Linked DNA regions of Pan troglodytes: region 2 is linked to region 1. The links are chromatin contacts, called in public Hi-C maps. All regions are on one chromosome and are shown on one strand. The core of a region is the stretch at or near the end of the contact, and the rest is flanking DNA. Distances in the headings are between cores, read along the strand shown. Region 1 holds the start of POU3F3 (POU class 3 homeobox 3). Region 2 has its middle 450 kb from the start of POU3F3.

What was found. Hi-C and Micro-C count contacts between places; a contact is called where the count stands out from the background.
Region 2: a Hi-C map of stem cell-derived neural progenitor cells shows a contact between it and region 1, with 4 times the contacts expected there. The contact joins the enhancer-like site here to the promoter of POU3F3 in region 1. A contact is called at or near these places in 1 of 7 Hi-C or Micro-C datasets (stem cell-derived neural progenitor cells), 1 of 1 datasets of contacts at active chromatin or transcription factors (stem cell-derived excitatory neurons) and 1 of 1 other capture datasets (stem cell-derived neural stem cells).

Annotation. Positions count from the first base shown.
Region 1 is chr12:17,974,821-17,979,820 of NHGRI_mPanTro3-v2.0_pri, forward strand. POU3F3 (POU class 3 homeobox 3) reads right to left here and starts at 2,900. Exons shown (of 1, transcript XM_009443033.5): 1 at 1-2,900. The coding sequence starts at 1,274. It overlaps LOC100613000, which reads left to right and starts at 3,585. Exons shown (of 4, transcript XR_010149051.1): 1 at 3,585-3,674.
Region 2 is chr12:18,426,854-18,431,853 of NHGRI_mPanTro3-v2.0_pri, forward strand. No RefSeq gene overlaps it. Among named protein-coding and RNA genes, the nearest start is that of POU3F3, 450 kb to the left of the region's middle. Within about 2 kb of position 1,913, at least 13 of the 24 cell types and tissues checked have an H3K27ac peak or open chromatin away from gene starts, as enhancers often do. A contact at or near this core is called in stem cell-derived excitatory neurons and stem cell-derived neural progenitor cells, where this site is marked.

The DNA of each region.
Region 1 (5,000 bases), core at 1,650-4,149:
AAGTGGCTCTCCAGCGCGCCCTTGACGCTCACCTCGATAGAGGTCCGCTTCTTGCGCTTGCGGCCCTGCGCCGCGATCTTGTCGATGCTTGTGGGGCTGCCGGTGCTTGAGTCCGCCTCCTCCAGCCACTTGTTCAGCAGCGGCTTGAGCTTGCACATGTTCTTGAAGCTCAGCTGCAGGGCCTCGAAGCGGCAGATGGTGGTCTGCGAGAACACGTTGCCGTAGAGTGTGCCCAGCGCCAACCCCACGTCGGCCTGCGTGAAGCCCAGCTTGATGCGCCGCTGCTTGAACTGCTTGGCGAACTGCTCCAGGTCGTCCGACGTCGGCGTGTCCTCGTCCGAGTGCGGGTCGTGGCTGTTGAGTCCAGGCCCCGCGCCGCCGCCGCCGCCGCCGTGGTGCGGGGGTCCCTGCGCGTGGTGCGGGTGCGGCGGGTGAGGGTGCGCGTGGTGGTGGTGGTGGTGATGGTGCTCGGCCAGCTCTGGCGTGTCCCCGCGCACCAGCCCCGGGTGCACCAAGCTCTGGGCTCCACCGCCCGCGCCGCCGCCGCCGCCGCCGGGCCCCGGTGGCGCGCTCAGCATGCCGTTCACCGTGAAGCCTCCGGGCTGCGAGTAGAGCAGACTCTGCGGCGGCGGCTGCTGGCCCCCGGCCATGGACGGGAGGTGCGCGGCGGCGGCGGCGGCTGCGGCTGCGGCTGCGGCAGCGGCGGCCGCCCCCCAGCCCCCAGGGTGGCCCTGGTGTGGGGGCGGCGGCGGGGGTCCGAGGTGCGGCGGCCCGCGGTGGTGCAGCGCTGTGCCCGCGTGCAGGTCGTCGCGCCCGGCGCCGCCCTTCACGTCGGGGCCCTGCGGCGGTGGCGGCGGCGGCTGCGGTGGCTGCTGGGGGCTGCCAGCCATGCCCACGGCGCTGCCCGACCACGGCGAGCTCGCCTCCACGGCGGCGGCGGCGGCAGCGGCGGCGGCGGCGGCGGCGTGGGGCAGGGCTGTGACCCACTGGTGCGCGTGGCTCAGCATATGGCCGCCGTTGCTGGCGGCCATGGCCCCCTGCATGAAGTCGCTCTGGACCATCTTGACAGAGGACGGGTCCCCCCGATAGGCGCCCGAGGTCACGGCGGCGCTGCCCGGCTGCATGCCGCCGCCCCCGCCTCCTGCGCCGCCCCCGCCGCCGCCGCCGCCGCCACCCCCGCCGCCGCCGGCCCCTGCCGCGTCCGAGTGCACAATAGAGCCGGCCGCGAGCAGGCTGTTCCCCGGCAGGTAGGGGTTAGAAGCCGCCGTGGCCATGCCGCTCCGCTCCCGCCACCCCACCGCCGCCACCACCGCCGCCGCCGCAGCAGCAGCCGCGGCCGCCGCCGCCGCCGCCGCCGCCGCGCCCCCCGCCTCCCGCCTCCTCCCCCCCTCCTTCCCCGCCCCCGCCCCGGGCCCCCGCCGGCCCCGCCGCCTTCGCCGCCTCCTCCTCCGCCGCCGCCTCCGCCCCCGCCGCCGCCGCCGCCGCCGCGGCCCCCGGCTGCAGCTGCAAGGCCGCTCGGCAGGGCGCGGGGGTCGCCGGCCGGCCTTGGTCACCAGCAGCAGCAGCAGCCGCAGGAGCAGCGCTCTGGGGAGGGGGGCTCGCTTCTCGGGGTGCGCTCCGTGGCCACCCCCTTCAGGGGGGGTCGTGGCCGCCCCCCAGCCCCGGCGCGCTGGGCTCGCTCCAGCGGGGCTCGCCGGGCGGGGCGGGGACCTGCACTCGGGGCGCTCTCCCGGGACGCGCGGGCTCCCGCTCCTCCTCCTGTCCTCGGGCGAGCCTGGACTCTGCCTGGTCGCGGGCCTCCGTCCACCTGCTAAGTGAAGGTTTCACGGGAGATAACAAAGAAAGAAGCTGCTCCTTTCTTCCTTAGCCAAATTACGGATGACCAGCAACCGGCCCGCTCCTTCTCTTGTCCGCTCTCTCCTCTCCTCTCCTCTCCTCCTCAGGAACACATTTCACTCGTTTTCCCTTAGAGTAGTAAAACTTTTTCGTCCTTGAAGGCGTGGTGCTGCTGGCTGCTCGCGAGTGCGGAGAGGGGAGGCTGGCTCCTGCTCTCCCCCTCTGGTCCTCTCGTTTCAAGTTTTGTTCTGTCCTAGGAAAACTTCTTGCGATGGTGCATTTCTCTGAAGTTGCTATTGCCGGAGCTCTTGGTTGCCTCTGAAACAAGAGTCCTTTTTCATTCTCCTCGCAACAGTCACAGTCTGATGCGACATCTTTCCTTTTGGGCAGAAATTAGGAAACAAATATAACAAGGAAAAAATTGAACAGGAAAAAAAATGATGTCGAATCGCTCTGTTACCTTGTTGCTGACGGTTGGGGTTGGTGTTTTATTTTTTTCCCAGCAGTTGTCTGGAGAAGGAGGAGGAAGAAGAGTGCATTGGTGGAGGTGGAGGTGTGTGTGTGCATATAGGGGATCGATCCTTGATACACAACAACTCCAGTGGGCACGCTGCACGGCTCGTAGAGTGCACCGACGGCGGGCGCTGGCGCTGGCCGTGCTGGAGCAGAGTTGCAGCAGGAGCTCGCTCTGCGCCCTCGTTCGCGCTCTCTTTCCCTCTCTCACTTTTCCTCTCCCTCCCTCTCTCTCTCTCTCCCTCTCTCGGGCGCCCGCTCTCGCTCCGATCTGACAGTTCGCTCTCTGTCCCTCCCTCTCAGAGCGGGGACTGTCGAATGTTTACCCTCCGCCGCGAGCGCGCACCCACCACCACACTTTCCCAAATACAAGGAAGTCGAGCACCAGGGCCCCCGCTGATTGGCTACCCGCTGGGTGATTGGCAGGCTCGGAATGACTGGCTCAGGACGCGAGGCCCCCCTTCCGGCCGTTCCGATTGGTTGCTTTTTAATTTAGGCAGAGCGTCGTAGAAGCTGGAAATCTGTCGTCCCCCAGCCTCCCTCCCCCTCACCACTTTCCCCTCCCCGCCCCTCCCCCGCCGCCCCCTCCGCCACATCTTAACTCTTAGTGTCCGGCCCAGACGTTGGCGTTCCCTCGGCGGCTCTGAGCGTTCGCAATAGGTCTGGGCGGGGGGAAGAAAGGGGAGATAAAAGGGAGGGAGGGACGAGAGCGGGGAAGAGAATCAGAAGGAAAACGAAGGGGGAAACATGAAAAATAGCAACCTGCCCACCCCACTTAGTACGCGTCGGGTTGCTCACCCCCTTACCCCCGCCCCGCCAGAGATTTGTAAAGCGCGCGGCACGGATGTACCATTCAAGCTAATACCTATAGACAGATGTGTCCCCAGTGGTTTCAAAGTTTCCTCTTCCCTTCACCAGCCGGCCCCCTTCTCTGATCGGCGGGGGTGGGAAGCGGGGGCTCGCATCGCCAAGAGCTCTGGTCGTGGCCACGCTCCTTGGAAATCCGCCACCGCAACTTTCCGCAGCCGCTGCGCGCCGGCGGCAGCCCCCTTTGTTTAAGTTCTCGGATGCCATCATCTGGGAAACCTGCAGCCCAGGACCAGCGCGGTGCCCGCGCGTGCGAGACGGACCGCTCGCTGCCGCCGCTCCCTGGCTCCTCCACCCCCTCTCTCCCTCCTTCGCTCTCCCTCCCTTCCTCCCTCCTCCCTCCTCTGGGATTCGTGCAAGTAGCGTGCGTGCCCTTGTGAGTTTGGAGGGTGCCGGTCAGCGGAGCCGTGCGATGTATTTGAAAAGCAATCAGTCCGACCTTCCCCCATAGATTCATCGTAAGTGTATTCGACCCCAATGGCTTTAGGAATTCCCGTGGCAGCAGGAGCCGGGCGAAAGAACCGGGATCGGCTAGCCGCGCCCTTCTCTGCTCCACCGCTTCCTCGTGTGTGTGTGTGTGTGTGTGTGTGTGTGTGTGTTATTAGCGGTGGGGGGGTTTGCTCGCTCTCTATTCTTAGGCATGGTGGTGCTTTTTTTTCTTTCCTTTCTGTCTCAGATGGATTTGCGTGGTGGATGGGGCTGGCGGCGACAAATGCTTTCTCAGCTCTAACCCAGCTGAAAGAGTTAAGGGGGATGGGAGGGGGAGTGCACCCGGTAGGCGAGAGAAGCGGGGGTGGGGTGGGGTGGGGTGGGGTGGGGTGGGGGGACGCGGCCAAGCGGAAACGCTGCACAGAGGAACCTCAGCGAACCAAGAAAAAAGAGAAAGTGGCAACGAAAACAAGGGCAAATTGAGCCCTCCTCGGGGATTTCCAATGAACTAACCCAACTCGGACATTCAATAAATACATGGCTCTTAATGAGCGTGCGTGTGCGTGCACCCCGCACCCCTAGCTGCGGGTGCGCCCGCCTTGCGCCCGCCGCCCCCAGCCAGAGCCTGCATCTGGCAGTCCCGAGCCCGAGCGGCAGCCCAGGACGCAGCCGAGGAGCGGCCGCCGGTGCGCTCCGATTAAAATGTGAACGGGCCTGCCCTTCTCTCCCGCTGTATCGTGCCTCTGCCGAGCGCAGTTAAGTGAACTCAGTGAAAGCAGGAGTTCTCCTGCCCAGCCGCAGCCAGGCAGCCCCCGCGTGATCTCAAGATTAATACTAGACGCGTAGAATTTATGTAGGCTCTTGTCCAGCTCCTGCTTGCCGGGTGAGATACCATCGTAGGTAGGTTTTAGCAAAGCCATTATTGCCAACGTATAGATACCAAAGGCGGTGGTAACCAAACCCCAAAAGAACGGATTTTTTTTTCCTCTGCGGCCCCCAAAGGTTGCTTTTTATATTTACGTATGCGTATATGTCTATATAAAAGATGGAACACAGATTTCATTGAATAAATCTGAGATCTCCAGGTGCAGACGTTTGAATAGTCGGTGCCAGCACCCCGTGTTTTCCTTTCCTGCCGATTTTGCTTGGATCCGGCTCAAAAACCGAGAGAGTCTCGTGGTTTTGTTTACACTGAATGGGGAGGATAGGAACAGAGCCATGGGGCCGCCTTTCATTAATATACAGTGAGGATTTTGTCTAAATTACTGCTATGAATTTCACAGTACACGCTTTCAAAAGCAGTCTCAGGTGGCCTGATGAAACGTGATAGCGCCTCTGCAAACAGATCCACTTTC
Region 2 (5,000 bases), core at 663-3,162, 450 kb after region 1:
TCTGTGGTTCCATAGGCATTTATATCTAGTCTACAGGTACTGCTGGATTTTTGGTGTTGACATTTTAAGTAGTTTAATATTATTCGAATGAGACAAAATTGAAAAAGCCTCAGAAAAGGAAATGTTTTGCTGATCTGAAACACAAATCCTGCTTGAACTCCAGTGATGTAGTTCAAGGACATAACAGAACCAAAGGTAATGTTCTGATAAAATTTAGACATTTCCAAATCCATATTCAAATATGGGTATTTATGATGCATCTTGGACTCCTTGACATGTAGGAAAGTCCAGGCACCTCCATGACCTCTGAATCAGCTAGGGATAAATAGCTCAAAAATCTGTTTTAAGGGGGAAAAAACTGATGATCAAGAGCTCTGAGCATATGAATAACAACTATAACTCATATAACAATACTAACGATATTACTAGGTGTTGTGTTCAGTTCTATGCAAATGATCATCAGGCAAGTGTGTTTCTCTACATCTAAAAGTCAGATCCCAATGCAATATTGGGACTTTTTCTTGGGACATTTTGCTTTTTCTGAAATTGTGGCATGCCTAGTAGCCTTGCTCAGCTGCACCCTCTCCCCGCATCACACACCCCTACCCCCAGGACATAATGGGGGTTAGACATTGACATAATGTCTAAACAGAGAGGCTCAGAAGTGACGATAAAAGTTCCAATTTTCCATCATTTATCTTTTTTTCAAATACTTTAAGTTTTAGGGTACATGTGCACAACGTGCACCCATCATTTATCTTATCTCTGCTTCCTCACTCTTCATCTTTTGGGTTCTACTGTATCTTCCTTGGACTTAAAATTTCTGAAGGAAGCAGTTTGCAGATTATCATCTGTAATTAACTTAAATTCAATGATTTGAGTACTCCCCTTTAATTTTCTGTTGGTGGTATGATCAGGGAATTCATTAGTAATCAATGAATTTCATAAGCATGTGTGTGCATATTTACTATCACACACAGCATTCTAAACAACATATCATGTAACTCGTGCAGTTTCCAAATCTTGATTATTTAAACAAAAGCAGATTTTACTCTGCAAATCTTTACTAAGATTTCCAACAACTGAAAAAAAAAAAAAAAAAAAAAAGACAAATGGCTACTTGGTTTCAATCTGGCCTTAATAATTTTCCCTCTGTTTATTTTCCATTAAAAAGAAGGTGGTTATACAACCCAACCTAGGGTACAAAATACTTTTAAAAATCTAGAACTTTATTTGCTATAGTGTTTATTAGTTCATATAGTTTTCAATCCATTTCGACTATTCTGACACAAATTGCTATACAACTTAAATTCTGATGCTGGGGAAGGGAAGTGAACACTGTATCAGATTCCCAGGATCTCCTTTCTGCCAGGAATGTCCTCCTAAGATTCACTGATAAAATGTTGATTGCTTAGAAAACAAAGTTGCAATATTCATCACTTTGTGAGCACCATGACAAATTACAGAGCATTGTTGTTTAAATTAAATGTTAAAGTAGGTTAGTTCAGACATTTATAATGGTGCATGTAATTAGCCCAAACCGATGAAATATCAACAAATTAACTGTTTTTGAAGAAAAAAAAAGTAGTATTCGAAATTGTCCAGTATGAGCACTGGGGCCTTTAAACAAATGATGTCACACAGTCTAGGAGGCTTTGTCATGTTCAGTAAATTAGCATGGCCTAACCACAGCAGAAAATTTCCTTGAGCTGCAATAAAGACTAAATGCTTTCAGACTCCCATGGTCCTTTGTAGTCATCATTTTAAAGCACTGCCTTAGTGAGCTAAACCTGTAAAGTTTTCTTTTGAGCGGCTGTGAGTTGATTAGATCTATTTCAGCCTAGTAGTGGTAATAGGCTCCTCTCTGCGAAACTGCTTACCCTCTGCTCCCCTGGCAGCTGGAGAGACTGGAATTAATCAGGTCTGCTGGGGACTTCCTCAGCGTCTCCGCAGGCCAGCGACTCTGGAATCATTTACCACAGAATCTGACTGTCAACTCTTTGTCATGTAGGCTTTTGATTATGCTTTCTTTCTCTCTCTCATTTTCCTTCCTTGTTTTTTCAGAAAAAAAAAGGGGTGGGGGAACAGATGAGGGATTATCCTAAAGCAGTATTTTACTAGTGACTTATACAGGTATCTCTTATCGCCTTTGGTCTGCCCTTTAGAAAATATGGCTATGTGTGAAGGTAGTGAAGACTTACTGTTAAAATTAAAATTAACTTTATCTTTCTTATTAAGGTATATATCCAGCCAAAAGATAGGCAGGCTTTCATAGGTACAATGTCTTTCCATCTGAAAAATACATATTTAGAGATTTCATTTTTGAAGGACCTTTAGGATTTCCTTCAGCAGCATCCAACAAAGTGCTCTGCCTGTATCCCCAGCTCAAATTTGCCTGTGTTTCAAAATGTGCAGAATCACTACTTAAAACACAAAGCACATTAGCATTCATGGCAAAACACTTCCAAGTACCCACGGAAATTACAAAGAAGCAGATTCAAGTCCACATAAAAATCTACCGGTCTAATTTCAGTATTTGATTTTCTCAGTGCAAATATCTTGATAATTGAGTTGTATGATTTTATGCTTAAAATTCAAAGAATAAAATTCCCATAATGTCATAACAAAAATAAACCACCCGAATCAAAGTGCAATTTTACATTAAAAATTTTTATCTTGGGGCAACTTTTACTCCAATTTAGCAACCAAGAATATTTTCACTTCTTTCGGCACTCTAATTGTTTGACAGGGTTCTCCTTCCAAGGGAAACATATACCCAATAGATAGGGTAGAGACATTTAAATATCTTCTCTAGGGTATAACCATAATAATTATATGTAAATGTTGGGACTTAATGTTTCTAAAATTGTGATACATAATATTCTAGGATAAATGTAATCCCCCTAAAAGTATTTTTGCAAACAATATTTTCTTTCACCTAATTGGTATGAAGGCTGTAATGAGTCAAACAGCGAAATACTGTATATTGTAAATGCCAAGATGTAATGAATACATCAGTATCACATAGCCTGTACCAATAAATGTGTTACTGAAACAGACAACAGACTAAATGTGTTTACCTTATAACATGAATGTCCTGCTTTCTGTATGAATTTTCAGAGCTCTGCAACAAGTTTCAACTAAGGGATTGTGAATTATGTAGGGCTTGTGTACTCTGTATAGAATGCAGCTTTCTCATTTGTTCTTTTCTGACATTGTTTATGTCTGGTTGAACCACAAATAGACATAAATATAGCACCAATTTGAGGGCTCACTTTAGGTGTGTTTTTTGGGTGGAGGGTGTGTGCCTAAACCTTCTTTTATAGGAAGACAGAATGAGAAATTGATGGCTGAGCTCTGGAATAAACGGTGTTAAAGGCAGACAGCTGATTTACATTGCACTGGCATTTTTGGCTTATATATTTTGTCTAAGAATTATATTGCTGCTGTCGTTTTTTTAAAGAAAAGATTCAAGGCTTACTTAAAATCATTCAGACCTAAATGAACTGGCAGCGCTTTTACTTTGTGTCCGGCACTGTCCCCGCGCTCCTCTCCTCTGTCCCTCTCTCTGGTCATGGGCTCCATCTCCGACTGCCATCTCAACGCGGTCTTCTATTTGGGTGGGCAGGATGCCCAGGTATCTCTCAGGGGTCTTCACCTACATTGCTCATTAACCACCCTTCAGAAGGAAAAACCGTCCTGCCACAATGCTCTCTGCTGCCTCGTAGTCCCGGCAAGGCCTGGGGAACGGTGATTTCTCTGCTGCTCTGAGGTGTCCCAGACGTCAGGGATATAAAGGGATGTTGCTAGGCTAATTTGGCACTGCCCCTTCCAACAATGCAGCATGCACTTGGCAAAATTCAATGAGAGAGAGAGAGAGAGTGCATGCAAGAGAGCGAGTGAGAGAGCGCTGCTCACTAATTGAGCTATTTAACAGACTGCAGAGCCACCTGGAAGGCAGCCAATCATTACTCAGTGTCTTAATAGTATAGAGACTCTTGAATCATTCCAAGTAAGAAGTTCCACATATTTGTTTGTTTGTTTTATTTTTGTTTGTCTTTTGGGGTGGTGTGGGAAGAGGAAGAGGGTGGGAATAAGAGCACAGAAAGGGGGAAGGGTAAAAAGGGGAGTACACTGTAGAGCACATGTAAATCCAGATATTGAAGTATGAAAAGCCAGTGTGCATTCTAACACTGGCAAGGAAATAATTTACAATGCCACAGGAAAAAAAAAAGGTGGGGGGGAGGGTTGGGATATTTTACACGACTCCATCTTTATATAAAGTTTTTTTTTTTCCCTTCTCTTGGAATGGGTCATCTTCTACCACACTGGTGAATTCTTTTGGCCATTTGTCAAGGGCCATTTTCTGAGCGGAGACTGACTTGTCTCCTGCTCTCCTTGCGGGGAGGGCTGCAGGCTGGAGCTGCGCACACACCCGCCATCACGGTTCCCTTTGGGGACGGCCCTTGGACAAGGAGGATTTGTTGATTGGCAAGGTGGCTGGAGTGAGAAGACTCTGCCAAGCCATACCCCTCTTTTCTTTCTAAACTTGGCTCTAAATTTCCCTTTTCCTGGAAGCTTCTGGGACTGCTCCCTCTCAATTTTCTCCTTTCAATTCTTTGTATGCACATTTTATACCCATGTATTCACATGGCGTGCATTACTACTCATTGATTCTTTTTTGAGTCATCGGTGTTGGCTTCATCTTCCTGACCAGAAAGTAAGCCGACTCCATGTGGGGACCATGTCTTCTAATTATTTAATTATTTTTTCCTACAATACTTTCTCTAATAGTGTGCTGTGCGCATTGATTAAGGTTTATTTACCAAACGACTGTGGAGAATGGTGGCTGTGAGATGAAGCTTCCCTTTTCTTAAAATCTTGGCCAAGCCATTAACATTCCCTGTGCCTCATTTTATCAATATTAAGAATAACCACAATGATGCACTTTCAAATGTTCTATGAAAATTAATGGATAATTAATGGCGACAGTGCAAGAT